7 separate regions of the Mus musculus genome follow, and all the other regions are linked to region 1. Evidence: chromatin contacts called from public HiCAR-type, HiChIP or PLAC-seq and promoter capture Hi-C data. All regions are on one chromosome and are shown on one strand. Each heading gives the region's core, a stretch centred on a gene start, on an enhancer-like site or on the middle of the called end of the contact. The rest is flanking DNA. Distances are from core to core; before and after follow the strand shown. Region 1 holds the start of Ate1 (arginyltransferase 1). Region 2 holds the start of Wdr11 (WD repeat domain 11). Region 3 holds the start of Ikzf5 (IKAROS family zinc finger 5). Region 4 has its middle 12 kb from the start of Gm51499. Region 5 holds the start of Pstk (phosphoseryl-tRNA kinase). Region 6 overlaps Gm33248 (a long non-coding RNA gene). Region 7 has its middle 20 kb from the start of Gm33323.

Region 1 (3,522 bases), core at 617-3,116:
CGGCAGGAGAGGTGGTGGCTCAGTGGTTAAGAGCACTTGATGATCTTGCAGAAGACACAGAGTTTGGTTCCCAGCATCATATTTGATGTTGAAAGACCCACAAAGTGAGGACTCCCCCACGTTCTGACTCAGGAGAGGCGACACCCCAAATCACTCACAAGAAACGGCCTTGATGCAAACCGCAAGAGGACTTTTTATTCCAGGCGTGCTCTGGGGCCCAGTACACCACGCAGGGGTAGAGGACCACGGACCACGAGTGCAGAATTGGGACAGCTTTTATGGGGTTACAACAAAGCCTGCGTTTCGCAAACCAATCATTTCATAGCATCAAGACCCCACGCAGTTCTTTCAGTGTGTAATCTTTCCTTCCATTGTGCAAGCACTTTACAGTTGCTAGATAAGCAGTTAGTCAGCTCCTCTCCTCCTGTTATCTTACTAGGCCAGGATCACGTATTCAAGGGTCTGTCTTAATGCTCTTTCACCTAGTTCCATACAGGAAGCGGGCCCTGGAACAGCACGGAAGTGTGACCTTTTACCTGTATACTGGCAGGGAGCAGGGTCTGGAATTTGTGGTATTTAGGGCTTCTTAGGAGGCTGGAGTTGAGGCTGTATTTTTCCATCCTTTCAATCTTACATGAGTGGCTCAGAATTGTCTGCCCGTCAAGGTTTCAGGGTCTACAATGCCTTCTGGATGCCTCCAGCATTGGATGAAGGTTGTACACATATCTACTTGCAGGCTAAACACCCACAAACATAATTAAAAAAAAAAGTTTCCTGATTGCACTTTCTAGACACTGCAAAAAGGAATTCACCATATTGTCGACTATGGAAATTATGCCAGACAGACTTAAACATCTGTGTACGCAGAGGAGAAAGCTAAGGAATATTATCTTGGTAGGAGCATGCCTTTATTTTTACACTTTGCCTCACAACCTCATTCCCTAAAACACGTTCTTTGCAAATTGGAGACCCATGGAGTGAATTCAGATTATGTAAATGTTCAGCCTGAAGAGTTAAAAATTCTTTTTGAGTGATATTTAAAACTCCCTTTAAAAGAGGAAAGTGTCGCTTCGTCATTGGACATTCCGCTCTAGCAGAGTTGTTTGGATTCTAGATCCCTCTCTATCAAGCCAGCTCCGGCTCCTCGTTCCTCACAGGTGGTCAGGCGCAGAACTCGAGGTTAACCTTCAACTACAGAGCGCAAATGACCGGGTGAATCCCAACCTGGAGCCTCAGTTTCCCTATCTGTAAAGCGGGCTGAGAGATCGCGTCAGTGACAAGGACTGCTGTTGACTGGACAAGTAACCTGCTGGCCACTAAACACTGGGTTCCGAGACGCACCCCTGCAACCCAGGCTGGCGGCCAGTGGCCTGACCGGGGATCGGCGGAGAGCCGCGAACCCGGCAACCCCCGCGCTCTCGGCCCTTCCCCGAGGTTCCCCGCGCTGAGAGGCGTGGCCGCTCCTCAAGCCCACAGCGGCGGCCATGGCCTCGGTGGTGGAATACAAGGGCCTGAAGGCCGGCTACTACTGCGGCTACTGCGAGTCCAGGGAGGGCAAGACGTCGTGTGGTGAGTGTCCCGCCGTCCAGGTCGCCTTTACCGGCTTCAGCCAGGCTCTCGCTACGTCCTGGCAGGCCTGCCGCGCGGGTTGAGGCCGTTGGTCACCCGACTCCAGCTTCCCGGTCCCATTGGTCTCTCCTCAGCCGGCTTCCTTTCCATCCCGGTCTTCCCGCCCTCGCCCTCCCTAGGGGGTAGCCGCCCCTCACAGAGGAGGAACGGAACTAGCGGACGGCTGCCCGCAGTCAACATGGCGCGGGCGGCGTCAGTGACGTAGGGCGTCCGGTCCTTCCAGCCCGGGAGCACTCGAGTGGCTTCGCGCGATCTTCGGAGGCGCGCGCGTTGCATTGTGGGGTGGTGGAGGCGAAGGCGGCGGTAGCGGCGGCTGCGTAGGACTGGGTGGCGCAGCGGCGGCGGGGTCGCGGACATGGCTTCTTGGAGCGCGCCTTCACCTAGCCTTGTAGAGTATTTTGAGGGCCAGACCTCCTTCCAGTGTGGCTACTGCAAGAACAAGTTGGGCAGTCGCTCCTATGGTGAGCGAGCTCGGCCGGCGGGCGTGTGCTTCGGGCTCTGTGAGGGTCTTGGGTGGCCGCAGCCTGGGGGAGCGTCGTGAAGAGCCGGGTGTCCTCCACCCTTGCTCCCTCAGCGGCTGCTCTGGGAGACGGGAAGGGAGATGGGGAGGCTCCTGGGAGCTGACGGCCGCCCTGCATCCATCCCCGCGGCAGCCGAGGCCCCCTGCTGCATGTGTAGAGGGGCGTGTGCGTGCACACCTGTTCGCTGTCATTTTGGAGAAAGTGTCTGGGAGAACGTACTGGAAACCGAGATCGGCTTGATATTTTGATAAAATACCTGCTCGACTTTTTTTTTAAATCAGGGATTTATACCATGTCATTGTGCCAATCCATCTTGAAGACCGTAATAACGGTGTTCCTTCAGGCTTTAGGTTTCTTTTCTTTTTATTTTATTTTATTTTTCTGGCTTTTCGAGACAAACGTTTTCTGTGTAGCTCTGGCTGTCCTGGAATCCACTCTGTAGACCAGGCTGGCCTGGAATTCAGAGATCCGCCTGCCCCTGCCTCCCGAGGGTCTGGGATCAAAGGTGTGCATCACCACCGGGCTAGGATTCAGGTTTCTTACGGAAGATTTGTTTGTAAGCCGAATATGTACTTATTGTCTGCCGTGTCATGATCGGCAAATACAGAATCTAGGATGGATGGTTTAGAATAATCCTGCAGGTGGAAGCAAGGTAACTTGACTATAAATTTAGGTTAGAGATTTACCCGTTTTGAAAGACAGTTTAGTGGTTTGGCTGTGCACGGGATTTTGGTTTATGGATGCATTAAAAGTGTTTATTAGGAGAAAGTGTATTATTAGGTGAACCGCGGCCTTGGGTAGACAGTTATACAATCGTTAGATGCACGGATTACGAAGACCAGTTAAGTGAAAAAAACGCTTGGAGCATAGGGTTAAATAAACAGGATGCAGATGACAGCCGAGTACACGTGACAGCTGAGAGGAATACGGTCCAATAAAGCCCAAATAAGGCCAAGAAAGCACATCAAATGACAGTGGCTCACTTTGAGTGATAGAGATACTATTCTTTTTCAGAATTTTTATATTCTGACTATAATATTTGCCAGTATTATGTGACTGAAACATATTTTAATAGGGAGGACCTTACTACCCCTACCCCTAGTAATTTCGTATTAGAGAAAATTGGACAATATAAATATTTTGTGCTTCAAGATTTGTTGAAGAACAGTTTTATCATCTAGAAAGATAACTATAAATTCCCAGCATTTCAGTTTTCGTCTTTCCTGTAAGGCACTCTTCTGTTGGGTGACTGTTGTAGGAACTCTTGTTATATCTGAGTGGCCTCAGAACTACAGAGGATTCCTTTGAGGCTCAGAATAACTTGTTGGTGTCAGCGAGTGACTAGTCACTAGTTTTGCTTTGGATTGCTGTG
Region 2 (3,522 bases), core at 395-2,894, 930 kb after region 1:
GGCCGAGCATATACAAACGGTCACAGGGCTTTTACAAAGACACACAAATAACCAGCAAGTCTATGAAAAGATGTTCATGAAATCACAGATTATATTCGCCATGAAATCACAAATCAAAACCACAGTGTGACTCACACCCACAAAGACAGTTACACTTTATATTTTCTTAGCACATGGTAGTCAGTGTTCAAAACTAATGGATGAGGGGGTGCTATGGTAAATGACAGAACTGGTATTTCCACTCACCTTTTCAAAGTGCCCCAGAACTAGCACTTAACAATGTATTCTGGATTGACATTAAGTCATGGGTATGTAAATGCTAGGCAACCCTAGATAATTGTATTTATATCTATGACTTAATGAGAACCTGATGACGTATTAAACTTGAGGTTATGGGGCTGATGTGTGACTTAACTTACCTTAACAATATCAGCTTTATGTTTTTCTAGAACTTGTAGAGTTTGGGCAGTATTGGAATCGATCACTACCACCAGTGAATGGCATCCATATGCAATTAAACCTTGCCAGCCCCTGGCGAAACAAGTGTTAAAATATAAAACAAAGCGACTCAACTTTGCCTATCATAAACAAATCTAGTTCACATGTGCCATTATTAGTAGTACTTCTTAAAGTGAAAGGCTTGTGATATTGTTCCATTTACAAAACACCCCCAGCTAAGTTTACAAATATTTATTGAGACTCATTTTCACTCAGATCAACAGTTCTAAAAGATATCTACAAAGAGCTCTGATGTGCAAAACCAATCTGGGCTGGTTTTGTATGAACACATGCTGTCTTATTCAGCATTTAATAACATTTATTTTTTATAACAACATAGAATCCACAATGCCCCTAGGATGAGTGACTAGTCTTAGTCCTTTCAATCAGATAAAAAAGTACATGAGAGGTCTCAGCCTCCGCAGCAACATTCCTAGCACAACAGTAATAGGATTTGCCTCACATGGTTAGTTCTCAGAACCTGGGTGTTATTTCACTGTGGAAAGAGAACTGGCTGTGGAGGCCGTGCTTCACGGGAACCAGTAAAGATAAAAGTGGGAGTAGGTAAGTGACAGGACACAGTTTGGGGCATTGTTGAATGCATCTAAGTGAAAAAGAGGAGTCTGAAAGAGTAAGAAAGAGTCAGGACCAGGAAGAGAAAAGGAGACAAGGAGAGAAGCCCTCCCGGGTGCAGGCTGGGGAAGAGGAAATGGGGACAGTAAAGGAATGAGATGCGGAGAAAGAACCCAGGACTGAAACTGTCTGCACCGAGGACCTGCCGGCTCCAGGCATTTGCGACTTATAGGACAACACAAATGTCTCAACTAAAAGCAAATCTGCGAGCTGTGGGACGCTGGCCGCGGTCTAGGCGAGGAAAACCGGAAGCCCAGTGTTCTTCCCCGTCCCCTCGCGAACTGCGGCCGAGGCCGGAAGCACTGCCCTCACCAGTCCACCGCCGCCTTGTTGTGCGCGTTGAGAGCCCCGGTGAGGGTGCGCGCTGACACCTTGAAGTTTACGGTGTAGGGTAACATCGCGGCGGCACCCCGGCCCTCCCCACCGGCAGGCAGGAAGCGACACGAGCAGCTCTTCCGTTCCAAAGTCCGGGTAGTCGCGTCCGCGCCAGCAGTTGGGTTCCGTGAAATCCCAGGTTCCTCCTTCCAATAGTCCGTCGTCTCTCCAGGAACTAGGACTTCTAGGTTCCTCCCTCTCCAAAGTTCCGAAACTCAAGTGAATCCCATGGAGTGTGGGTTGGAGCTAAGCATGGAAGAGGGGTTCTGCTACCAGTCGCATCTGCTTTCTTCCTTTTGGGAGAAAGATTGCTGGAAATCGTGAAAACAAAACAATAAAACTCCCAGTTTGCTTTTCTGCCTTTGATATGTTAATTTAGGGCAACTACCATTGCCAGCCACTGTTTGTTGTAGAAGGGTCCTGCATGAGAAGACACAGTGACTGTCTACTCACTAATGCTCACTAATGTTTGTTCTCTTTTTATTATGTGATAACTATCCTGGCTAATAGGGTTTGCATAACTCGCTCCCAAAGGACCATGTATTAAAAAACGTGATTTTCCCTACTTTAGGAAGAAGGGCCCATTGGGAGGTTTTTAGATCACTAGGAGAAGCGCCCAGGTTGGGGTGGGAGGTGCTGTTGAAGGGAATTGTTGGACCCTGGTCTTTTCCTCCTTATTTTTTGTGGCCCATGAAGTGAAAGGTTTTGCCATCTTGCTGTGCATCGTCACCATGGTATAGGTTCAAGAACAATGGGGCAAACCAGGCATGGACTAGAAGCTCCGAGATATTGTCCTTTAGAGACTGAGTATCTCGGGTGCTTGTTTCAGATTTGGAAATCTGGCCAACACACAAGTGAGGTGAGGAAGACTCAGTGAGTAAAGATGTTGAGTGTCTTTTAGCAGCAATTTAGCCATTTGTAATTATTTTTAAAAATACCCTATTGGGATATTTTAGCTCACTTTGTCTTTTCACTTCTGAGTTATAAGTATTCTTCGTTTATTATAAATTGAAGTTCCTTTTCATATATATATACATATATAATGTTTATTAAAATATACAAAAGTATGTGTTGAATAAACATATAATATAGAAATATATTTTATGATATGTATATTATATGATATATAGCACAATACATTATAGAAATTATATATTATAATATGTAGTATTATAAAATATACATACATAATATAAATACATACTATGTTTATATATAGATTATATTACAATATTTATATATAAGATTTATATTAAAACATATAAGATGTATATAAAAAAACCACTGTCGTTCCATAAATGTCAACATGAACCTTGAGTCAATTGGCTACGCAAATATTCCCAGCAAAGTCAAAGGCTGCAGTTAAGAGGACTTAAGTGTGTTCTCCAGCACCAGAGTGAGACAGCTCACAACCACCTGTAATTCCAACTCCCAGGGTTCACACCCTTCTAGACTCTAGTGCTCCTGCTCCTACACAAGAACATACCCTCACATAAACACATAGTTGAAATGAAAGGAAATCTTAAAAAATGATGAAATGAAACAAATGTTGGTAAGTTGTTCTTTTGATATTCTTTACTATATATGTAGATTTCATCTGTATTTTTAGTTACTGAAACTGCATAGCATGATGACTCTTGGAACCCTGCTGATAGTCCTGCTCAGTGCTTGCATATGTAAAAATCTACATGAATGTCCCTCTTCTCCTGCATCTTCAAGGGGCTCATGGAAGGTCGGTGTTACTGAGGGCTTTAGGTCACTCATTGTGACTCTGAGAAGCATCTTTAACTCCTTTCAGCCTCTGTGCTGGCTTCAGTGAGACGTCCCTCACCATCCTGAGCATTAGAGCATTTGATTTTTCAGTTGTCGGTTGTTTCGTAGGTTCAGGAGGTCTGGCCTGGATGGAGGAAGTGTGTCACTGGGGACAGATTTTGAGAGTTTAAAGGCTTAGATAGACCATCTCAAGTTTGTTTTCTCTGCTTTCTGCTTGTGGTTTGAAATGTAGTTCTCATGTGT
Region 3 (3,522 bases), core at 605-3,104, 890 kb before region 1:
CGCAAGACAATAAGGCACAAATCTAAACAAAATACTTCCGTGGTATCTCCGACCAAGGAGAAGCAGCAGTAGTTTTTGTCAAAGTCACCTAATCCTTTGTCTGAAATCGCTACATCTCAAGGTTAAATAGCTACTTGTTAAGAGGTTCATGCAAAGTAAGAGAGACTGGAAGCTGGAAGAGCACCAAGGGCTTGTAGGCTAGAAAAACAAAGGGTGGCCAAACTCAACAACCCAGACAAGTCTGCTGGCTACATTATTATTAAGCAACAATTATTAAACAGTATTAAATAATAATCACAAGAACCCATTTCTAATCCTTTGTGACAATACACTAACACAACTTTATTAATTTCCTAAACACCCCAAGCTTGTAAAACAATAAAATAACGTTAATTATCTACAATGTGAGGCAAAGAGGTGCAGACTTGCTTCACCGTTTACAAGCTACTTCCTCTCATCAGTAGCTTGTAAAACCGGGAATAAATACTGCAGGATTTTGATTGCTCGCCAGAATAATGGGTGAGACTTGAGACTTAACATCTGCCCGAGGAAATTTTAAGATTACTATTTAGCTGGAGGGTTTCCAGCTAACTACAACCACAGCAAAGGCACCCAACTGTCCTTTCACTTCAAAGTTAGCTAAATGGGCTCGTCAATCGCCTAAGTAGAGAAACATCCTCCAGGAAAGCTGTCTCTTTCAGGCACCTGAAGAAATAGCACCAAGTCCAGCTAACGTAGGTTTGCTCATGGTTCAACCCATTGCCCCCTCTGACTGGTCAGAGTGTCTTCTGTTATTCTGACAGATGCTGTCATCTGCACTGTACTGTGTGTCCTAATTCCAAGCTCAGGAAATCCGAGAGAGCAAAGGGAGGCCAGAAACATCCTGGTGAGACAAGAGGCTGGCCTCAGACCAAGTTTGAGGAAGAGGACTAGAATGGGCTTTTGGGCTCCTCAGAATCTAAGGGAGCTGGTCAGATCCCCGCAGTGAGATAAAGCCTAAGAAATTCCTTCCCTGAATGGTTAAGACCCAGAAATATGAGAGGTCCCTTCCAGCTGGGCTGCTGAAGGGAAGAGAGTGTCAATAGGCTCGACAAGCAGGCCTAGATTTTAGTCATTAAAAATCATCATTATCGGTTGGGTGATGGTGGCGCACGCCTTTAATCCCAGCACTCGGGAGGCAGAGGCAGGCAGATTTCTGAGTTCGAGGCCAGCCTGCTCTACAGAGTGAGTTCCAGGACACCCAGGGCTATACAGAGAAACCCTGTCTCGAAAAAAAAAAAAAACAAAACAAAAACAAAAACAAAAAAAACCCCAAAAAACAAAACAAAAAAATCATCATCATCATCCGGGGAAATGTGGCATGAGCTGGGACGGATCCTGAAGGAAAACCAGACGGAGGTGAAGGGTCTGTGGAGACCCAGCCCCAGGCTCAGCCCCCTCCACCAGCCTCCCAGACCCCCAGCCCATTAGGAAAAGATGACGTCGCCAGGAATCAGTGTGGCCACAGGCCTCCTGAGACGGTCGCTTCGACCGACCCCACTCACCAGCCCGCCCATACGCCACAGCTGGAGCGCAGAGACCGCCATCCTCGCTTCGGGCAGGGTGGCCCTGTTAAGCTCGCAAGGCTTTCCACGAACCCTTGCGCAAGACTCCCTCGGCCTGGCAAGCTCGGGCCCTGCCCACTCCGAGCATCCGCCCCTCACACACCCCTTTGAGTCCCCGCCCACTGCCGCCTACGGAACCCCAGGAGAGACATAATTCTCTCCTTGCTCCCTGCAGCACGCTCACGCGAGACTTGGGCAAGGCGTGGGGCGGGCGGGAAGGGAGCGGAGACACAACAAATATGGCGGCTACAGCTGCGACGCTGACGAACGCTGAGGCGGTGGCGGTGGCGGCGACGGCAGTGAAAAGGGCTGTGGGGATTCCTCGGTGCGGTTGTCAGGAGGTGAGTCACGGGGGGCGGTCAGCTTCCACGGCGGCGCTACGGTTACTCAGGGCACGTTGACGGAATGGCGGAAGGTAAAGTGCCGGGTTCATTGCTAGCCGGCTAACACCGCTTTCGCCTTGGCCACAGCGGAGGGTCCTGCGTGCCCCGTGGGCTGCCAGCGTGGTGACTCGGGACTCTCTTGGGCTCGTAAGTGACTGGGTGCGCCGCCCGGAGGCTCGCGAGCGAGTCGGCGCCGTCGGGCCGCAGCTCGGAGCTCAGGGTGGGGAGCTGTCTCCGGCTTTGACAGGTGGCGATCGCAGGGAGCATCCCTGTGTAGTGCATTCTCGGGGTGCCAAAGTCGACCCCAGCAACCCCGGTGTATCCTGGATAGGGTGTTAACCCCGGGCTGCTGTTGGGAAGGAGTTTTCTTTCTCTCATGACCTGGCGTCTACTGCCTGTACTTTCCAATGTTGGGAACAGGTGAGGCTGGGGAGGATCTTCCGACTCATTCAAGATTTCTGTCCCCGATCGATTCATCATCGATCGACTGTCGGGAATGTTCTTGGATGCTCAATGTGGCTCCTCCTCAGCTAAGCGTCCAAGTGCTGTCTGTCTAACTGTAGATCCTAAGTATAGTCAGTGGTAGCTGCCAGTAACCACATGGCCTCTTTAATGACTCCTTTGTGTGCTGGTCAGAACCGGACAGAGGAGTGAGAACGGACATGAAGACTTCTGAAGTTGTGAGGTCCAGGGAAATTACACTTAGAAGACACAGCATGAAAACAGCTGCTTAAAACATCTGGACTACTTGTAAGACTTTGTCTTGAGTTTATGTTGTCTTCAGCACAGCTGAGGATGAACGTTTTCTTGGAAGTTCCTTGCGGGGGAACTGGGATGTTTGAAGTTCTTTTCCTGTAAGGGTCCCGTGTTTCCCAGGAAACCGTAACTGTTGTACTGTGGGACACTGAAGATGGGCTTCAGATATGCCGTGGTTGAGTCCTGGTGGTTGTTACATATATTTCCCTGGCGATAGAGCTAATGTACTTTTATGTGCAACTGGACTTATTCAGCAACATTAAGCCTGGCATCTCTTGAAATTAGCATATTATATATGAATGGCATTGAAGTTTTTTTGTTAAAAGTAAATGACCAGTGGCAACATGATAGTAACACAAATGGCTAGGATGTAATTGTGGGCCACCAAGCTTGCCCTTGCTTTTTTTTTTTTTTTTCAGTTAATGATAATGACACACAAATTATGTTATTAACTTGTTACTAAGCCTGTAGTCCCTAGCAAAGTTTTCACTTACGTGTCTTTCTTTGCAGACTTCTTGTGGCTTTTGAATTTTAGTTGAAATTCCCTCCATGGCCTTTTGGACGCCTTTGTTGTATCTCCAGAGTAAATTTCAATTATTCAACATTTCAGCAGTGTTGCCGTGGAAAGTAAAAAGTGGAGCTAAATTGGGGTGAACAGGTTAGATTGTATCATTCTTTTTTTGGATTTCTTCAGATGTGGCTTCATTTCTGTTTTCCTTTTTATGTTTTCTGACTTCTCAGAAGAGCCTTATCACAGTGTTCATGCATTCAGAGTCTTT
Region 4 (3,522 bases), core at 429-2,928, 880 kb after region 1:
CCTGTGATTCAAGCTCCAGGCATTCCAACATCCTCCTTTGGTTTCCTGCACACATATGCATGTACACACACACACACACACACACACACATTTTAAAAAACAAATAGTGTAGTTGGGACATTAATTCAGTGGTAGAACCCTTACCTGATATACAGAAGGCTCTGGGCTCTATCCTGGCACCATGCCCCAACAAAAAAGTAGGGAAATCCCACTGACCATAGCAAGGCCAAGCAGAGGCCTCCTCCCACCCTCAGCCAGGAGACAGAAGTGTTTGAACTACCAATCTTCTGAAGGTTCTGAGACATTCCACTTACCCACTGTGGGTCAATGGAGGTAGACTGGCTCTCAAGAGCATGATCACAAAGGACTACAAACTTGGTGGCTTCAGTGCACAGAACCTGGCCTCCCCACCCTGCAGGCAGAAGTCTGAAGCTCCCATGAACAGCTGGGCTCCCTGCAGAGGCGCCTTCCTTGTTTCTTCCTAGATTATTATGATATGCTTGGTGCTGCTTGGCTCCTGACAGTATACCATGAATCTTGCTCTCTGTCACAGCAAGGCCTCTTCGCACATAGCTTCGTTCTCTCTGCTTGTAAGGATACCATGCAAAGGAATATGGTCCACACAGATCACAGGCTCCATCTCCTTTCGATCTTTGCTGATCAAGCTCTTGCTTGTGAGGCTAAGGTTGTCTACAGAGCATATGCCTACCAGGATTCTCACGTGGAAGTTGACCCTGGGCCTAAGAATAGAGTTCAGGATTGGAAGGACTGGCAGCCACTGCAGCCCCACTCAAGGGGAAAATGGACCATGCTGCCCCTTTGCCATCCCTCACTGACGTTATAATTGAAAACAGAGGGACTCTCCAGTAGCAGAGCTAAGGTTCCAAAGTCCTTGACCAAGGAGCAGAGCTGACTCCGAGGAACGGTAGTGTGGTTTTTAAGCCAACAGGTACTGTTTCAGCTCCCTCTAAGCATCTGGTACTCATCTAAAAGAAAAATAAGGATGAAGAGAGAGCGTGGGCATGCAGTGGTTTCTGCACACAAGGAGAACACCCAAACCACAGTGGTCTCAGTTATTCCGCTTTGCAAATAGGTCTTCCAATGTCCAAACTGCCACACAAAGGTTTGAGAAATGCTTTGCAAGCCCTTCTTTCCTGCCAACAGCACATGCCTGACCTGCAGTTCTCCATCCTGGCCCAGCTAGCTTCAGACTATCTTGCTTCTTCCTCAACTGACTCCCTAAAGGAGAGCATTGGGTCAGACCCCCTCAGTTTCCCCTGCTTTAGAGAGCTGGAGTGTAGAGATGGCTGGGGCTGGGTGTTGCATGTACCAGGTCTTCATTCTCTTTTGTCCCTTACCAGCAGGGTGACCAACCGCTCCTGTTTGCCAGGGAATATCTGAACTTTAGGATTGAAAGTCTGGTGTCCCAAGAAACTCAACATGAGGATTCAGGGCAGTGTGTCACCTGTGTCTCTTCACTCTACAGTGCTGTGTGAGTCAGGTGACACAAGGACAGGCTTCACCTGGGAGGCTGAGGTTAGGAGGCAGGCAGGATGCACTCACCTGTGCTCACTCTCCTTTGCCTGCCCTGAGCTCCTGCCAGGCCTCTGGACCTCCTCTCTTCTCTAGCTGCTTTGAGAGGGGACCTTGGATCCTGGGCATATTCCTAGCAAGCGACAGATGCAGTGTTGCCGAGGGAACTGGGCAGGCAGGTCAGGACCGGGCAGGGTACACGCTACTCTGAAGTCTGTAGGGCTATCTCGAACAAGAGGTACTGAGAATGTTCTGTGGGACTTTGTGGGAAGGTTCAGGGCTGGTTAGACTGTTGGGGAAAATCAAATTGATGTTTTGGTTTGAATATGGCGTGATCTTCATCAGCTTGTGTGTTGGAAGACCCTGTCCCTAGCTGTGGCACAGGCTACAGGAAGGTCGTGAAACCTCTAGGTGGAGTCTCATTGGAGGAAGTGGGGGAAGTCCTGGAAGTTTTAGAATAGGATTTCTAAAACTATTTCCTGCCTACACTAGACATCCTATGGACACAGTGTGACCTCCTGCCTCATGTCTTTGTACCCCGAAATGGTGGGCCCAAACAAGGTCTCCCATCCCATAAGTTGTTTATCAGTTTTTTTGTCACAGCACTGAGACAAGAACAGATACAATAATACTTCTCTATGGATTTCAGGGACGCCAGCATAAAATGACAGATCATTTCCTTCTGATGAAAGTGTGTACCTATCTCTGCATTCATCAACAGCATGCTTGTTAAACTAAGCAGACCAGGCACTCACTATATTTTCTGAGAATTGACTTCAATAAAATACCATGTGCATTTCGGTAAAGGAAATGAAATATAACAAGGAAGGGATGATTACCAGGCAGGAGAAAAAGAGAAACTTCTGAAATATGATTAGGCATTTATAAGTGTTCTGCCAAGTCAAAGAACACTTACCAAAGCCCAGTCATATGGGAAGGCTCTATTACCTTGTGTAAGACTACACTGATGCTGGCTGGTCTCAGATGCCCCACTTTCAGCAGTAAGCTCAGGTGAGCCTTCCCTGGGCCAAAGCGCACAGTCCTATCAGGGGCTCCTCAGCTATCAGCTGAGAGTCCTAATCATGATTCAAATCCAGCCCCACTCTGCCCAGTTCCCCATAAACTCGGTCACACCAAGCATGTAATGGAGTTCACCCTTTTATTGGGATCTGAGAGTCCTGGAGAGGGAGAGCACACAGGGTGTGGATAACACTGTCCCAGGCCAGGGCAGAGAACTGCCAGTTACACTTTGGACTGAGGGCACTGGGAAGGAGAAATCAGCAGGACTCAGATTCTGTTGAACAGTTAAGTTCCTTTCCTGTGTGTTGACGGAAAGTTGACGGATATACTTCTTCTAGTGACATACATTAGGAAACATGTGCTGGCTAGTCCTATGTCAACTCGACACACAAGTTATCTGAGAGGAGGGAGCTCTAACTGAGAAAATGCCTCCATAAAATCTCACTGTAATGCACTTTCTTCATTAGTGATTGATGAGAGAGGGCCACACCCACTGTGAATGGTGCCACCCCTGGGCTGATGGTCCTGGATTCTATAAGAAAGCAAAGCTGAGCAAACCACAGGAATAAGCCAGTAAGCAATGCCCCTCCGTGGTCTCTGCATCAGCTCCTGCCTCCAGATTTCTGCCCTGCTTGAATTCCTGTCCTGACTTCCTTCAATGATGAACTGTATTGTGGAAGTGTAAGCGAAATGAACCCTTTCCCCTCCAGCTTGCTTTTTGGTCATGGTGTTTTGTTGCAGCAATAGAAACCCTGAGACACAGCACGAATAACACAGAAAATGTAGGGTAACTAACATGAAACAACAGAACTGTACCTCTGCCACAGCCGTGTGAACTTGGGACTTTTGGGGCTCAGCAAGCTTTTGAAAAACTAGATGCCCACTCCAGAGTTATAACAATCAAATGTGTTCTGGAGTCTAGTTCTGAAGTGGTGATTCACCAAAGCTCCTAGCAGCCGACAGGTACAA
Region 5 (3,522 bases), core at 315-2,814, 850 kb before region 1:
TGAGAGGAGAGTGGTTCTGCAGTCAAGACTGGAGGAGATACAAAAGGGCAGGAGAGGAGCCCTGCTCTTGCCCTATCTACAAAAAAGTACCCCAGATTAACCCAGAGAAGGAAATGTGTGTCACTGCCTAAAGGGTGGAGATTTTCTAACCACACTGACCAAATAAGGCCTGGGGTGGGGGGCGGGGGAGGGAGTGGAGAAAATAAAAATGCAGTAATAAAGGCGAAGGCAAGCCAATCCTCATCAGTAACCATTATCTTCCTCCAACGTGGCGGGAGTCCTACCTACAAGTTACCCAATTACAATGCTGTTGTTGTCCTCAGAGCCAAAGCAGAAGCGGCATCTTCTGATGAAGAAATACATGTTTCCCACATTCCAAATACACTGAGGCTTTGCATATACTTATCTTTGTGTGCGGGTACTCTGAATATACTTAGAAAATGTAGTCATCCTATTTGCCTTAAATTCATGTAACTTTTCTACACCTGAGCACTAAGCAACAAATGTAACAATTTAAGATGTCAGGAGATATCTGCTTTAGAGTTAAGTATGCAACTGGAGACCGGACTCTATTGCCATGTAGTCGGCTTCCAGCAGGGGTGCACCTCACTGGGGTGTAAATGCAAGGATTAAGGAGTATATACTTGGCACATACAATTCAAGCTTATCACTCCACCTGGCTGTCAACCAAGAAATCACCACGTTTTTCAATACTATTGGCAGACCAGGCCCTTGGTTTGGTAAAACTTTCCTGGAGGGACCTAGCAATTTTGTTATTTATCACTTGTATTCTTTATTCTCATGGGGAGTTCCAAAATGGTACAGAGCTACAGAGCTCCAGTCCTACAGATTCTGGTTTTAACCTTTTTTTTTTTTTTTAAAGATCCCTTTCTTTGCCTAGGTCCTAGGCGCTACGGAGAAACTACCAAGGGATTATTATCAGGGTGTATCTGCCTAGGATGTCTACCTTGTACACTAAATGTAAAACTTCACTCTGCCTTAGGACTCTTGTACGGGAGGGGTCTGGGTGATCCTTGAGCTCGGGAGTTTGAGACTAACCCAGACAACATAGCTAGGCCTTATCTTAAAGCTCCACTGCATAGAATATGCAGTATGTGAACGTACCAAATTTGGCATAAACACCTCTACAAAGCTCTGACCATATTATTCCGAAAAAGGTCTACAGAGCGGAGCTAGCCAGCTCCCCTAGCCACCGGCTCCGGTCAGGCTTCCCTTCCCACCCAGGCACTGCAGGATCCACCCACAGCCTCACCGCCTGGGCCGAGCCTGCAAACCCGTCCGCCCCCACCCGATGCTGACCCGAGGCTGTGTGCCATCGCAGTCCGGGAGCGCAAGAGGCAGCACATCGTCGTAGGAGAGGACGCCCACGGCCCAACCCCGCTCCCGCCGCAGGCGGAGGGCCAGCGCACGTGCAAAAGTCGACTTTCCGGCCGCCGGCAAGCCGCAGAGGACGCACAGTCCTAGTTTGGGCTGTCCGTCTCTGCGAGTGGCCCCACGAGCCGCCGCGGTCTTCATGCCCTTGCTGCAGTCTCCAGAAACCTTTGCGCCGGGTGCGCAGGCGCAGTGCCCCAGCACCACGCCGCGCCCTCTGGCGACGTTGAGGAGGAGCAACAAGCGAGGATGCGAGTCCAGAGAAGATGCCTTAGTCCAGGCTGCTACTCAGGTGGCCCTCTGGACCTTGTGAATAACATGTGTCAGCTGTCCCTGACCCTAGTACCCTAGGCCAGGTGTCCTTGGCGCTTCTTTTCATACTTTCTGGACACTTTAAGGGTCCCAGAGTTGGGTTTACTCCAGATGTTATCAACTTCCCTGCCCCACCTTCAAGCCATTAGGGTTTCCTGTTTGGTTTGGTTACGTTGGGCATCCTCTGTACAAAGAGAGACTAGAAACCTTTAAAGGAAGGCTTTGAAAGGTAAAGTGCGGGACATCAAATAGGCGGTGAAGCGAGGACAGCATATTTCTCTCTCTCTTTCTGGGCTTGAAGGGAGCAATGGTTGAATATTCCTGAGTCCTGGGCTGCCAGGTGGCAGCTAGTGGGAAGAAATAGGACCGGAAATGCACATCCTTATCCCCAATACATGCTGGCAGAAAACTCGGATTATAGAATTTTTTTTTTTTGTAAATATTAGCGAGCTTGGAGTTGGGGTATGATCCCAGCACTCAGAAAGGAGCTGCGCATAGGAGCATAGCAGCACACAGGAGGAGCAAGAGTTTGAGGCAAGCCTGTGCTACAGGAGACTGTGTCAAACTCTTTACCCTTCCTAAAAACACAGACTGACAGACCTCAGAGAACTACCAAATAAAAATGTGTGAGAGGGGTGTGGTATAAGAAAAATAAGCTTTTATGGTACTTTTTATTCATAAAAGATGTGTTCAAACTGTAGTCATCACTCAAGAACAAAATCAGTGCGTGCTGAAGTGAACTACAGCTGACATAAGAAGGGTGGTACATGCCTCTGGAGGGGCAGTAAGGAGAGTCATGGTAAGTTCAAGGCCAGCTTGGTCTACAAAGAGAATACAAGACCAATCAGAGCTACAGTGTGAGTGAGACCTGTTCTCAAAAGACCAAACAAAAATAAGAAGCAAAACCCAGAGGAGAATTGGCTGCTAAGTGTGGTGTGGTGCATGATGAAGTGCATAACGTTCTCTGTCTCTCTTGGTTGGAGAGGAAAAGCTCTTCCTCTCACATGGTTGCCATTGGCCCAATACAAGGGCCTATCCTAAACCATTTGCTTCTCTTCATCCTTCTCCATACCCACACAAGTTTCCTTGGTTTTTCAGGCAACAAAATCATGGCTATTTTGGGAGAATATATATGTGTATATATATATAATATATTTAATATGAAATATTATATATATATAACACATTCAACTAATTCTTAACAAATCCTTTATTCTTGAGAATTCCACACAGGTATACAATGTAATATGAATTTATTTATCCCTACTATTTTCTTCTTCTACCATGTACCATGTCAGAAGGTGTGAATAGCAAAGCTGCTTGTGCCTGTAACCCAACATTTCAGGTTGGAGACAGGTGTACCCAGAGAGCTGTGAAAACCCGGGTGAAACCCCATCTCAAGGCAACCGACAGGAATGGCTTCCCTCTGCCCTCTGTATGCACTTGTGTAACTGGACACACCCCGTCAAATGCTTGTACCATGAACATACACTATATTTCCCTACACGATGTTCAAGTTTACATCGAGGTTCACTTTTCAATTGTATATTCTTAGTTGTACTTTGAAGTGATAGCAAAACCCAAGGCTTCACATATACTCAATAATTCCATCAACTGAGCAGTAATGTCTAGAAATTATTCAGGATCAGTCTACTTGCAATCATTACAGATTTAAACATTTATTGACCCTAGATCAAGTTCATTACTTCAAAAAAAAAAACTATGAAGTTTGCTCTCCTCTTTTCCACTAAAGTAATAGAAAGCACTGTTGTCTACCCAGTTAACCTGTTTCCCTTGGTTCTTGCCTCTTCTTTACCC
Region 6 (3,522 bases), core at 427-2,926, 840 kb after region 1:
CATGGCAGCCACAGGGACTCTGGACAGACAAGGGAGCCCCACAAGCACTGCAGTGTTGGGGCTCAGAGCACTTGAAGATCCAGTGGCATGGATCTTTCAGTGGAATGAGTGAAGCCAGGGGTTGCAAAGAAAAGATGAGGGCTCGCTCTGTCTGTGGGTTCTGGCGAGCTCTGCACAGTGTTGGTTGGTCCCAGCACCTCAGGATCAGGTCTTTCTTGGGCTCCTTAGGAATGCAGAGGCCCGCCACCTGGTGGCATGAGACTGTAATCCTAGTTGCTAGGAAAACTACTTCAGGAGAATTACAAGTTCAATGCCCAGGCAGCTTAGGGAGACCTGTCTCAAAATAAAAAGGACTGAGGGCAGGGAGTGACACTGAGTATGAATCTTGGTGCTGTACCAGCATGCTTGAGGTGTAGGTTTGGTCCGCAGTGAAGGAAGGAGGGGAAATGAGAGAGAGAATCAAGTGAAGAAAAATAGAAATAAGGAAAAAGAGAAAAAGAAAAATGGTGTGTGGGGGGAGAGGCAAGACCACACACACACATACAAACACACAGACATACACACACACATATACACACATACATACACACATACACATATACACACATGCATATACACACACATACAAACACACAGACATACACACACATACACATAAATACACACATACATACACACACATATACACACACATACATACACACACATACACATATACATACACACATACACATATACACACATACATACACATGCACATGCATACACACATACATACATACACACATACATTCATACACACACACATATATACACACACATACACATATACATACACACATACACATATACACACATACACACATATACATACATACATACACATATACATAAACATACATATATACACATGTACAACCACACACAGATACACACATACATATATACACACATGCACACACATATACATAAACATAAACATATATATATATATATATATATACATAGATAGATAGATAGATAGATACATGTACACCCACACACAGATACACACATACATATACACACATATATACACATAAACACATATGTACACATATACATACATATACACATACACACACACAGACACACAAACATACACAGAGAGAGCGAGAGAGAGAGACAGAGAGAGAGACACTAGTATATAACTGCTAATTTAATTCTAACGGTGTGCCATTTGCAGGTAAGAGGGTTAGGACCAAGATAGTAGTGACTTTACAAGGATTTTGGAAGCCTAGGCTGTAAGAGACACCCACCCAACCACTCACACAGAACCTTGTCTAGCATAGAGCCCAGGAATAACCAGAGCCAAGAGACTGCACTGTGCCCAGCTGAGATGGGCCAGTGGGAACCCTTGGCCAGAGAGCATCATCTGCTAACACTGTCTCGCCTTCAGTCTCCTCCCCATCTGGCTCCAGGAAGAAAGGCAGAGGCTGAAGGCCCCATCCCTCTCTGCACCCACTGCCCTCAAGTCCTCTGTGGCACCAGGAAGGGGTTAACATGGGACTTTGTCACTGCATAAATCTGTATTTATCTGCCACAAAGTAAGCTATTTAGGTTTCTGATTTACAGTCCTTGGTTTTCATCAAAGTCAGTCATTCCCAGTAAAAGAATGCGGGCAAGATTTATAGGATCTGCGTTAGTCTTTAAAGCCCAAAGCTGCACTGTGACTCATTCTCCATAATGTTGTTGCTCTAGTCCAGAGATATTCGTGTGCAAAGAGAAAGATTCAGATCTCTGCCCTGAAAAATAAGACTTTTGGGGGGAACTAATTATAATGGCGTCAATTGTACTACGTTGTAAACTCGCCGTCAGCAGGCCCCCCTGGAGTCTGTTTTCCAAGGGTTTTATTTCCACAATAAAATGTGCTCTGGTTTGCAGCTTGGCATATAAGACCTCCACTGGTATGAGCGAATGTTTTTTTCCTACCAGATTATTAGAAATAAACAGCCCACCAGTGGAAAGGCAAAAAAAAAATTATAAGCAAGGAAAATAAATCTTGGAATGTTTGCATTTAGTGATGTTAATAGAGTCTGTGAATTAGCTGCACAGTCCAACTGGCTACATGGAGCCAGCCTGGTATTTTTATTTTAATTTCGGTTTGTGTTTTGCCAGTGTGAAATGGGGTCAAGGCAAGACAGAATGGAAAAAGACTTTGATGTCCCTTTGAAAAATATTTTGTACTGTGACTTCACGGCATTTGCTGTTCGTCTTCCCCTTGTGTCCCCAGCCTCCAGCTTGATGAGCCGCCTGTCAGATCCATGACCATCACACATAATAAAATGTAGCCATCATCAACAAACCTCTTTCCAACTTCCTCCCCTCCCCCTCCCGCTTCCCCAACAACTATGTCAGAACTGGAGGCAGAATGGCTCACGACGTAAAGTGAAAATGCCAATCAAGATAACCATGAGAGATAGAGGAAAAGAGCCTCGTAAACTTTCTCCAGAACTAAGCCAAAGAGAAGGACCCAAGTGCAAGAGGAGGGGTGGAGCAGAGGTCATATGGAGTGGGCTGCTGTGCCAGTCCAAATAGCCTAGGTTAGGGGTGAAGGCTTGCCAGGGGGGCTGCAAGAACGAACAATGGTACAGCCTGGTCAAGAAGAATGACAGAGAGTGTAGTCCCAGAATAAATTCAAATCTTCCTTCCTGGTGTTGGAGGGTTCATTCAGACTTTCTGTGGGGAAGACTTAGAGGGATAGAGCTACAGTGTTGGCTGCAGACCTACAGTGAGTGGGTCGGATGAAGGTCACTTGGCTGGGACAGGTCAGGGAGCAGGTGAGGTGAGAGCATAGAGAACAACTCCAGTGTTCTATGCCGGGTCTGTTTGTGCCTCAGTGTGGCTGGGACCCAAGGTTTCCCTGGGCCTCTTCCTTAGCTCACCTCCTCTTCCCCCCCACCTACCCCCAAGACAGGGTTTCTCTGTGTAGCCCTGGCTGTCCTGAAACTCACTCTGTAGACCAGGCTGGCCTTGAACTCAGAAATCCACCTGCCTCTGCCTCCCAAGTGCTGGGATTAAAGGCGTGCACCACTACCGCCCATCTAGCTCACCTCCTCTGAACATTCCTGTGAAGCCCTGTGGTAGGTTTTTCTCAGTGATGGACAAACTCAGTGTCCACCGGTACCCATAGGACAAAGAACATGCACACGGCGGGCTACGGCATAGCATCTAGAAAATGACAAGTGCTAAAAGGATCGATTGGCACAAGACATGAGACACCAAGTTGTCAGCACAAAGATTTGTTTGCCCCAGAGGGACAAAGGGCAGGGAATAAGAAACAGACAGGAGGTGAAGGACAAAGGAGAAGAAGGGAGGACTAAAGGAGTGGAGAAAGAGGTATTTGCCCCAGGAAGGCAAACGACGGCCTCTGGAGATTGAGGAGACAGATGTGGTCCATAGGCAGTTTATAAAGGAAAAGGAGAAAGCCTGTGTTAGGATGAGGCGTTTTATTTTAATTAGGCATATAATTAGGGCAGCCAA
Region 7 (3,522 bases), core at 340-2,839, 780 kb after region 1:
GTTTCCTTGAGGAAGCATCTCTCACTCAACATGAAGCAAGGCTGTCACCTAGCAAGCCCTGGAAATCCACAGTGCCAGGGTTTTAGGCACCCAGCTTTCCTTTTTAACAAGAATACTGGGGACCATTCCCAGCTCAGCTCTTCATGCCTACACAGAAGGCATTCTTATCCACCTTCCCACATCCTCAGATTTGGGGATGAGAATTATGGAACACTATGTAGCAGTTAGAGAATTGCTGCAATGTTAGATTAACGTGTGCATAACCCTCCTTGAGATGTTTACAACAGATAGAGCACACCAGCAATGGGGTCCCCACCAACCCTATCACGTGCTGTCCATTGGTTCACAGAATGACACCCAGGTGTTTTGAATGGACAATGTATTGATTGGAGCTGTCCTGCTCACAGTAGGAATGCATTTATTGAAGCTGTCCTGCGCATAGTAGGGTGGTTGCATTTTTACTTACTGATGATAATAGCACCCTGGGCTCTTTCTCCCAGTTGAGACAGAAAAATAGAAATCTCTCCCAATACGGTGAAGTATCTCTTGGTTGAAACTCTGTGCTGCACCTAGGAAATGAATCTTTGCCTCTGTTTTCCAAAAAAGACGAAATCTCAGAGCCATTGTGGCAGTCACAGTGGTAACTCCCTGGCCCTAATCATTTTCTTGGCTCAAGCCCAAACACCTTAAAAGATTCTGGAGTTGTTAAGGTATACAGTTTCACCCGTTATTGAGCGTCTTAGACATGCACAGCAGTCTTGAAATAGAAATATTTCCTATTCTTGAAGAAGAAGAAAACAAAGCAGAGTTGAAACATACTTCAGTTGGAGAAGCATACACAAAATCCCCAGGAACAGAATGTGCACAGCGTTCCTCTCACTGAGCGCCAGATAGAGTTATAATTTCACACACCAAGGTAGTTCGTCACATTGTAACATTCATGGGTCTTAGTTTATTTAAACCTCAGGGGCAAACATAGCACATTTCTAAACATTATGGGTTTTGACGAACTGCTGACTGCCGGTGCACTGGAGAAATGGTAAAACTCACCAAGGTGCAATCCTAGCTTGCCTTGGAGCACGTGTTTATGTCGTGAGTCAGCTTGGTATCCCTGTAACTGGCTGAAGGGTGCTCATCTGCACAGGATTTAAACTCTCAAACTTGCTGGAGAAAAATGGCCAACAGTTTAGAGTGTGGCTGCCTCAGCCTCAACCAAAGATGAGAACAAAGAATCCATCTTTAAACGAATTCCAAACCGCAGCAGCCCTGTCTTTTGCCACATGAATTATCTGAGTTATTGAGGCTGGCTCCAGTGTCAAGCCGGCTACGTTGCCTTAATGTATTTATTTAACCCAGACTGCTGCGGAGAAGGCAAGCCCACCTCAGCACGCAAAGAGCTGTGACAAAGAGAACATTCAGACTGATTCCGGCTGGGGTAACGAACTGTCAGGAACTCAGGGAAGGGGATGGTGATGCAGGGCCAGCACAAAGCTCTGCTTTATCCCTCCTTAGCATCAGACCCGCTCAGCAGTGTGGCAAACTGCTGCTCCCTGGACCAACCAGGATGGCAGATCTAAGGAAAGCCCTGATGGCAGGCAGACCATGCAAGTGTGTGCCTTCAGCTGCTTCACATTTCTACATCGAGGCTAAATGCACAGAGATGTAGCTTCTGAATAAAATCGCCAGAAGCCAATTATCTACACCGTGAATCCAGGCAGCAGTCTGGCCCAGTCTGCTTGCAGGTCACGCGCAGATAATAATGACCAACCTCACTCCACATCAGAGGAAGGATCCTCTGGTGTCTCGTGGGTTACCTTCGAGTACCAGGTCCTCTAATTATAATGACTTTAGAGATGGCACATCCACAGAGCAGAGTCTGAATGAGGGTAATCCTAGATAATGGTACACAGTTTGCTTTTTGTCTCAGTTAGTAGATTTGGCTTTTAGAAAGCAGATCAATGGATTTGGGCAAACACAGGAGACCAGCTACAATGTGAGACAGCCCCATCTTTTTTTCAAACACAACTGAGATGGCCTCCACCCCCCCCTTGATTCTTTTGATTAGGAATATTCTTCCCAATGCAAATGACATAGTTCTGTAGCCTTAGCAATATGGCAGTGAGCTTTCCAATGCAAAAGACAGGGATAATTGTTTTGTTTTGTTTTGTTTTATTTTTAATTACATCTATGTCCCAGCCACTAGCTACTGCATTACTATTCAATCTTTAAACCTGTGGGCAAGATCATTTCCATGTTATAGATGAGGATTGTGAGCCTGCAAGTCACATAGGCAGGACATCAGTCACGGCTGAGATGTGAGCCTGGGTAGTTAGGTGTAGCATCTGTATTTCTGGACACCACTGGATATAGCAAGTGTAATTGGCTCAGGCAGCTACAGTGGTCATAATGGCAGAGAGGGGCCTGAAGGCTGGTTTGGACACAGTGGTAACCTCAGGTACAAGGAAGCTTTAGGGCCTGTGTTCTACCTAGCTTATGTCTGCACCCGTCTTGGTCCTCTCATCTCTACTTCTTAGATGTTTGTCTCATTCACATCTACAGCAAGTACATCCTTCCTAAGCTTCAACTGAGCACGGAACCACTGGCAGGGGAGCCTCTTCCTGACTTTCTCACCCCCGGTCTCCTGCCTCACTTGGTACCCCAGTGACATATGCCTCCCTGTCTCTATATGTCTTTCCATATGACCCCAAGTTTGACTTTGGTCATGTGAGAAGCCCTCCAGTTGAAGGGATGTTAGCAGAGGAGACGCATGCATGCTAAGTCTGAAAGAGAATAGTCATACTTCTGTTCCCACTCCAAGAACTCTGCTGGGCCACAAGAGCACTCCAGGGTAGTGTGCCGAGGGCTGACAAACCTTGAGGGCAGAATCAATTTACTCTATTGTCCCCTACAACAGCCAGGGTACTTCCTCGCCAAGACAGGAAGAACTGTTCACATAAACCTAGACTGAATCACCAACCAACCAACAGGCCCATGAGCTGGACCAATGGCCCTAAGCCTCTACAGTTTGATTTGGTTTATGCTATGGCCATTCAGACATGGATGGGCCTCTAGTACAGGGAGAGGAGAGGGATTGTTCCCCGAGGAGGCGAGGCACTCTTCCCAGGCCCTAGAAAGCATGAGCTCTTAGAAGACATGCTAGTTAGCTCTGCACTCCCCAGTGTACCTTTCAAGGTTTTTGTTTGTTTCTTTTTGAAGCAGAGTCTTACATACTGTGGCTCCAGAATGCTTCAGTCTCCCAGGATTCTCCTTCCTCAGCCTTTGGGCATTGAGACTATAGGCCTGAGCCACTTCACCCCATTTATGTTCTCTTCTATTTTTAGTGTGGGCATAACCTGTTTTACTACCTGGAACCCCTTGTGCAATAAACCATGTGGGTTTTTTTGAGCTCGAAAACCCACCAAACTTCTGATTTGATGTATGCCTTTCTTTATGAATGTAAATTCATTAACTGATTACATTTATTTATTTTTGAATTCCAAGAAGTTTAAGGTCAACATTATG

The links. Promoter capture Hi-C pulls out the DNA fragments that hold promoters and counts their contacts. HiCAR-type assays count read pairs that join an accessible place to other places. HiChIP or PLAC-seq counts read pairs in DNA pulled down with a chosen protein or histone mark.
Region 2: a HiCAR-type map of astrocytes shows a contact between it and region 1, with 5 times the contacts expected there. The contact joins the promoter of Wdr11 here to the promoter of Ate1 in region 1. A contact is called at or near these places in 12 of 39 promoter capture datasets (the 3T3-L1 cell line, the C10 cell line, the HPC-7 cell line and 8 more), 2 of 484 Hi-C or Micro-C datasets (cortical neurons and embryonic stem cells), 10 of 115 datasets of contacts at active chromatin or transcription factors (the 230-238 cell line, T-cell acute lymphoblastic leukemia, astrocytes and 7 more) and 4 of 9 other capture datasets (adipose tissue, liver, macrophages and 1 more).
Region 3: a contact with region 1 is called in an H3K4me3 HiChIP or PLAC-seq map of bone marrow-derived macrophages, with 5 times the contacts expected there. The contact joins the promoter of Ikzf5 here to the promoter of Ate1 in region 1. A contact is called at or near these places in 2 of 484 Hi-C or Micro-C datasets (CD4 T cells and uterus), 1 of 115 datasets of contacts at active chromatin or transcription factors (bone marrow-derived macrophages) and 2 of 9 other capture datasets (liver and macrophages).
Region 4: a contact with region 1 is called in an H3K4me3 HiChIP or PLAC-seq map of embryonic limb bud, with 11 times the contacts expected there. The contact joins the enhancer-like site here to the promoter of Ate1 in region 1. A contact is called at or near these places in 15 of 39 promoter capture datasets (the 3T3-L1 cell line, 3T3-L1-derived adipocytes, the HPC-7 cell line and 10 more), 1 of 15 datasets of contacts at CTCF or cohesin (the NIH/3T3 cell line), 1 of 484 Hi-C or Micro-C datasets (adipose-derived mesenchymal stem cells), 22 of 115 datasets of contacts at active chromatin or transcription factors (the 230-238 cell line, the NIH/3T3 cell line, SST interneurons and 18 more) and 3 of 9 other capture datasets (adipose tissue, embryonic stem cells and liver).
Region 5: an H3K4me3 HiChIP or PLAC-seq map of bone marrow-derived macrophages shows a contact between it and region 1, with 6 times the contacts expected there. The contact joins the promoter of Pstk here to the promoter of Ate1 in region 1. A contact is called at or near these places in 2 of 484 Hi-C or Micro-C datasets (the G1E-ER4 cell line and muscle stem cells), 5 of 115 datasets of contacts at active chromatin or transcription factors (astrocytes, bone marrow-derived macrophages, extraembryonic endoderm stem cells and 2 more) and 2 of 9 other capture datasets (adipose tissue and liver).
Region 6: an H3K4me3 HiChIP or PLAC-seq map of embryonic limb bud shows a contact between it and region 1, with 4 times the contacts expected there. The contact joins the enhancer-like site here to the promoter of Ate1 in region 1. A contact is called at or near these places in 9 of 115 datasets of contacts at active chromatin or transcription factors (the NIH/3T3 cell line, embryonic basal ganglia, embryonic forebrain and 6 more) and 1 of 9 other capture datasets (adipose tissue).
Region 7: a contact with region 1 is called in a promoter capture Hi-C map of second pharyngeal arch cranial neural crest, with 6 times the contacts expected there. The contact joins the enhancer-like site here to the promoter of Ate1 in region 1. A contact is called at or near these places in 5 of 39 promoter capture datasets (cranial neural crest, hippocampal neurons, maxillary cranial neural crest and 2 more), 2 of 115 datasets of contacts at active chromatin or transcription factors (astrocytes and embryonic forebrain) and 2 of 9 other capture datasets (adipose tissue and embryonic trunk).

What each region holds. Positions count from the first base shown.
Region 1 is chr7:130,517,924-130,521,445 of GRCm38.p6, reverse strand. It overlaps Ate1 (arginyltransferase 1), which reads left to right and starts at 1,866. Exons shown (of 12, transcript NM_013799.3): 1 at 1,866-2,090. The coding sequence starts at 1,985. It overlaps Gm4275 (putative uncharacterized protein ZNRD1-AS1), which reads right to left and starts at 1,855. Exons shown (of 4, transcript XR_869987.2): 1 at 1,601-1,855.
Region 2 is chr7:129,589,985-129,593,506 of GRCm38.p6, reverse strand. Wdr11 (WD repeat domain 11) reads right to left here and starts at 1,644. Exons shown (of 29, transcript NM_172255.3): 1 at 1,444-1,644; 2 at 420-531. The coding sequence starts at 1,529.
Region 3 is chr7:131,408,810-131,412,331 of GRCm38.p6, reverse strand. It overlaps Ikzf5 (IKAROS family zinc finger 5), which reads left to right and starts at 1,854. Exons shown (of 4, transcript NM_175115.4): 1 at 1,854-1,945. Acadsb (acyl-Coenzyme A dehydrogenase, short/branched chain) reads right to left here and starts at 1,731. Exons shown (of 11, transcript NM_025826.4): 1 at 1,545-1,731. The coding sequence starts at 1,586.
Region 4 is chr7:129,637,342-129,640,863 of GRCm38.p6, reverse strand. No RefSeq gene overlaps it. Among named protein-coding and RNA genes, the nearest start is that of Gm51499, 12 kb to the left of the region's middle. Within about 2 kb of position 1,678, at least 7 of the 459 cell types and tissues checked have an H3K27ac peak or open chromatin away from gene starts, as enhancers often do.
Region 5 is chr7:131,369,188-131,372,709 of GRCm38.p6, reverse strand. Pstk (phosphoseryl-tRNA kinase) reads right to left here and starts at 1,564. Exons shown (of 6, transcript NM_001039534.1): 1 at 1,321-1,564. The coding sequence starts at 1,536.
Region 6 is chr7:129,677,410-129,680,931 of GRCm38.p6, reverse strand. All of the region lies in intron 2 of Gm33248 (a long non-coding RNA gene), which reads right to left. Among named protein-coding and RNA genes, the nearest start is that of Gm33248, 12 kb to the right of the region's middle. Within about 2 kb of position 1,676, at least 34 of the 459 cell types and tissues checked have an H3K27ac peak or open chromatin away from gene starts, as enhancers often do. A contact at or near this core is called in embryonic limb bud and neural tube, where this site is marked.
Region 7 is chr7:129,742,373-129,745,894 of GRCm38.p6, reverse strand. No RefSeq gene overlaps it. Among named protein-coding and RNA genes, the nearest start is that of Gm33323, 20 kb to the left of the region's middle. RefSeq lists an enhancer at 907-2,454. Within about 2 kb of position 1,589, at least 46 of the 459 cell types and tissues checked have an H3K27ac peak or open chromatin away from gene starts, as enhancers often do. A contact at or near this core is called in embryonic forebrain and second pharyngeal arch cranial neural crest, where this site is marked.